Linked DNA regions of Lactuca sativa: region 2 is linked to region 1. A link is a contact called in public Hi-C data. All regions are on one chromosome and are shown on one strand. Each heading gives the region's core, a stretch centred on a gene start, on an enhancer-like site or on the middle of the called end of the contact. The rest is flanking DNA. Distances are from core to core; before and after follow the strand shown. Region 1 holds the start of LOC111919474 (serine carboxypeptidase-like 25). Region 2 holds the start of LOC111919475.

The links. A called contact is a pair of places that touch in the nucleus more often than the background predicts.
Region 2: a Hi-C map of leaf shows a contact between it and region 1, with 7 times the contacts expected there. The contact joins the promoter of LOC111919475 here to the promoter of LOC111919474 in region 1. A contact is called at or near these places in 3 of 4 Hi-C or Micro-C datasets (leaf and seed).

Annotation. Positions count from the first base shown.
Region 1 is chr4:378,774,015-378,776,714 of Lsat_Salinas_v11, reverse strand. It overlaps LOC111919474 (serine carboxypeptidase-like 25), which reads left to right and starts at 1,378. Exons shown (of 8, transcript XM_023915022.3): 1 at 1,378-1,755. The coding sequence starts at 1,470.
Region 2 is chr4:378,970,134-378,972,833 of Lsat_Salinas_v11, reverse strand. LOC111919475 reads right to left here and starts at 1,298. Exons shown (of 3, transcript XM_023915023.3): 1 at 931-1,298; 2 at 715-838; 3 at 1-21. The coding sequence starts at 1,184.

The sequences.
Region 1 (2,700 bases), core at 129-2,628:
GTTTCAATATCTAATTTATGAGTTCAAACCTATCACTATTACATGTCCCGATTCCACGCGTCTTCCACCTCTAATATCCCTAGACCTGAATTAGTCTCCGGAATCTTCCCCATACACCGGTTGTACTAGAATTTTGTTTCTGAACTTTTGTCCACCGAACAATTGTGTCATTAAGGAAATTATTCCCAAGACAAATGGACATGAATATGACAAATCCAACTTTGTTTAGGCGTCATTTGATAGCGATGTAGATGAAGAAATTATGTGACGATTCATCTGACTCTTGTATCTCTAACGCTGATGTGATACCGAATCGACTCTAGTGCCAATTAATCCAAGTTTTAACAATCCAACAACTAGACAAACTTCCAAGTCATCATCTGACTCTCAAAAGAAACCCTGGTTGAACAAGAAAGAAATTGTTCATCCAAAGACTGAAGCTAGGAATGCCCTTAAGAAAGATACTAGGTCTAGGCAGGCCTCTAGATTCCTTGAGAAATCCGAGAAAAAAGTGTCTCAAAAAGTCAATCCAACTACTAGGAGCCACAATGCCTTCATGCCTGTTAAGATCCTTCAAATGCCATATATGAAAAGTGCCAGCTAAGATCGTGATTTTAGTTAGGAAGGAACGAAATTACTTTCAAAAATTATGATGATGTTTAAATTAGTTGAATATATTCATTTTATAAATGATGTTAACATTAAATCAATTAGTTAAATTTTTTTTAATTTAGTCAATATTAATTTAATTTTATTATAAGAGGACATCATCAAAATAATCCAAAGGTTGAAATTAGTCAAGAAAACACAATAAATGACCTTGATTGTTGAAGATGATATCATAAGGTTTGTTTTTTAATATATATATATATATATATATATATATATATATATATATATATATATATATATATATATATATATATATATATATATATATATATATATATATATATATATATATATATATATATATATATATATATATATATATATACACACACATTCCTATTGCTTCTTTATAATATGTTTTTTTTTCTTTCTAACGTCAAGTAAGATTAATAAAATTTCTACATTTCATAGGAAAAACTTCCAAAAGTACTAGCAAGCATCGAACATCGATACTTTCAATTTGGATACAACTCATTACCAAGATGGGCTATGCATCAATTGAGTTTCAAAGATATAGAAACATGTTATACAATCTTTTAAATCGATTTATTCAAATAATTATATTATGCTATTAACAATATAGACATGTTCAACATAAACAATATCGGTATGTATTCCTTCCCATCCAAATGCCATTAACCCAACCTTCCCCTTCCCTCCCTCCCTATTTAATACAATCTCATCAGAAAGAGAGCACCCCACCCCCACCCTTACCCTTACCCCTACCCCCACCCCCAACCCCCCACTCATTCTGGCTTCTTCTCTGTAGAAACCAAGCTCCTTGCTACCAAAAATCCATGGCGAAATTACGTAATTCTCCCTCATTTTGTATACTCCCTTTCTTGTTTCTTGCTTTTCAACTCACCACAAGTGACAAAAATACCCTTCACAACAACCACCATCTTCATGAAGAAGAAGAAGCTGACCGGATCATAGCCCTTCCCGGCCAACCCAACGTCTCTTTTCATCAGTTTTCTGGCTACGTCACCGTCAACAAAGTCGCCGGAAGAGCCCTCTTTTACTGGCTTACTGAAGCCGCCGACCACCCTCTCTCTAAACCCCTAGTCATATGGCTCAACGGAGGTTAGCACCTTAGCGCACACACATACACATAAACACACACGCACACACACACAAACAAACATATATACATGTACATGTATATATGTATACTTTTGTACTTCTTTATATTAACTTAATTATGAAAAACACACTTATACATACATATTACATATACATATATGGATACTTTTTTGCTTCTTTATATTAATTTAATTATGAAAAAGTGAATGTGGTACTGTTACATTGCTTGTTTGCGGGATTTTTTTTAACTAATAAATCTTTCTTTGTATTTTACTAAACATATATATCTTAATCTGAAAATTCTTTAAATGGGTTTTACTTAAAAAAATACTTTTCATTAATAATATGCATAGAGGTACATTTAAATTTAAATACGATGAATTTTTATATAATAATACTGATTATATATCTAAAGATCTTTTTATATTACTGAATTTTACTAAATATATATGTGATCATAATCTGAATTGTTTATATGGCTTTTTTTTTTAATTTTTTAATAATTTAATTGAATGGTATGCAAAAGAAAGATTGAAATATGGTTGCATCTAGCTACCATATTAATTAGTGGGTAGATGTAATAAATATATTTTCTTGAAAAAACGTGAAATCTTGAAAAAAAAACTATTTGTTGTAATCCTTTTAGGGTTAGAAATTATTACTCTGTTTGGGTACCCGAAAATTCTGAGAATAGAATTCAGCCCTGTTTTTATTTCCAAACAAAGTTATGACATCAGAAGCAAAAATCAGAACATCACTTTTTTACTATAAGTTAATCTAGGGAATTTGACCGTTTGAATAAGGGTATTTTGCATAGGATTATAACTTTTATGTTATACAAAGTTACACAAATGGTCCTTATGGTCGGTAGAAATACCATTTCAAGTCTTTTTGATAAAATTTTAACATGATTGATAATTTTCAGGTTTAAAACGAACAATGATA
Region 2 (2,700 bases), core at 49-2,548, 200 kb before region 1:
TCCAAACATAGAAGCTTCCATCTACAAGAGGTGCCCATCATAATAATAATAAAAAAAACTTAATAGGATAACAAAGTATTAAAATTATAAAAAATACTATTATATATTTTTTTTATATATGTATTACCAACCAATTATAATTTTTATATACCTATGATTACATACTTTACATTTATTCAAAACTTGTATTACCAGTTACAATAGGTCACTAGCAACTAACATGTCACATGGCTATTGATGGTTAGTGACGTGAATTTAACTGTTTATTATGTACCATTATATATATATATATATATATATATATATATATATATATATATATATATATATATATATATATATATATATATATATATATATATATATATATATATATATATATAATTTGTTCAAAAACTACCCTTTCAAAAAATACATATTATTTGGGTTTAGGGTTGAATTCTATTGGGCCAAAAATATCAAATGAAACACCATCATCCACTTAACCATTTTTCGCAGATGGATATTGGACTATCAATTTTAAAAGAAAAAACACAACGAAAAAAAAAACCGTGTACATGAAAATATTGTACCTTGTGTAACTTTGACGAAAAAAAAACCGTGTACAAAAAATACATATTATTAGGGTTTAGCTTGTTTAACTTTGACGAAGTTAATATGACCATAAAATCTACAAAGATGATGAGTAATTGAGTACGCATGATAATATCGTACCTTGTGTTGTTCTTTATTTGTAGTAGACGAATTTAGTAACGGGAGAGATGACTTCTTGGACGTGGTTCTTGCAAGTATGACCTTTGAAACAGGGGACATGATCAAATCAGTAGGACTCGTATACCTATAAAATAATACATACCCATAAATTCTAACAATCATTTTTGTAAAATAATCAGAAAAAAAAACTGATTACATTTCTGGGTATTTGAAAACCTTCGGTATAATAAGAGGAGTAGGAGTAACTGCCGTCGGAACTGGTGGCCTGAACAACGGCCGTGTTTGTGGTGGCGATGGAGATTTGGGGGATGTTTGATCCATTGATCGTAGTTTTTATTTATTTTATTTTTTTTCAGAGAGAAATGTGATAAAAATGGTGTGTATGTATGTGTATGTGTGTGTGTTTTGAGGGAGAAGAAGGCAAGAAAGTGGGTGGTAATAGGATGGTGGGAGATGGTAGAGAGAACCATCCAATTTTGTGGGCCACGGTGGCGGTGGTGGTTTTGTCTTACCTTTTGAAAATAAGATATATTTTCCGGTGGACTTCAAATTTTTGTATCTCAATCCATTTCATCAAAATTATTTGATTCTTTTTATCTTTTTTGTAACAAAGGACAAAATTTAAAGATATAGCAAAAAGACAAAACCAATTGAAAGGGATATGATTAGGTAATAAAGTTATCTAAATTAGGAATATGATTAGGGGTGAATATGCTACGGAATCAATTATTTTTTATTCAAAATTCAAAAAATTCAAAGTTAATTGAACGTCAGATGAAACTTTTTAATTCTTAATAAAGTAGAAACTATGTGACTTAATTTTTGAAAATAAATATTAAATTAGTCTTTTAGCACTTGATCCACACGGATTATGTTATTTACTCAAAATAATTATTTCAACAATAAAAATAAAAAAAGAAACCTTTAATTCCAAAAAACACAATTCAACCTTGTATCAAGTAATGAGTTAGGCATCTTGGGTTTGAATTATGGCGTTGGACTCGTTAAATTGGGCTAGTAGAAGGCTTGAATTTATTATATATTAATGGTCAAACATAGACTTTGAGCTCTTCTTGGATAATTAATTTATATTTTTATTTTTATAAATCCGAAATTAATTTTAATTAACTAATTTTTTATTTAGTAAAATTTTATTAATTAGAGACTTAACTGCTTGACAGTTTTTAGCAGCATGGCCGACTCCCAGATTTTAAGAACCCTGTGCTAAGAAGAAAAATAAGACCCTAAATTAATATATAAAGAAAACAAACTTAAGACGGTGAAAACTTAAAAGTAAATAAATTAACTAAAAAGAAACATATGAAACTTTATAAAAAAGTTCAAGGGCCAATTATGTAACTTTTAAAAAATTGATTTGTTAAAGCTACTGAAAGGAGGATTGATTATGAAATATAAAACAAAAACTAATGGCCAAAATTGTAAATTGAATTTAAAACTTCAAAATGTGATGACATGAATCAAACCTACGTTGCTTCAAACTAAATTACACACTTATACCAGATACCCTACACAAACTTTATGCAAAACTTTGAAAATTTCATATATATTTAGTTATTAAATATATAATTTAATTAAAACTCAGATCCTATTTTTTTCGTGGCCCTGTGCGACCGCCCCTCTTCCCCCCCCCCCCCCCCCCCCCCCCCCTCCCTCCTAAAACCGGGCCTATTTAGCAGGTAGTTTCAGTTGGTGGTTTACAACCACCATTGGAAGACTATAAATACATGGAATCATACAGAAATTGAAGACTAATGAAACACACACTTTCTCTCAAAAATTTGTTATTTATATCATAAGGGATCATGTCGATTTTCGTCATATTCAAGATATGTTCTTAAATTAACTGTTACATCCTCAATACAGACCTATTACATGACAATTTCTGTCTTAGGACACTACAATTCTCAGACCTCAATCTACATATTTTCGTATTTGTGATTATGTTGTAAATATCAACATTCAAGT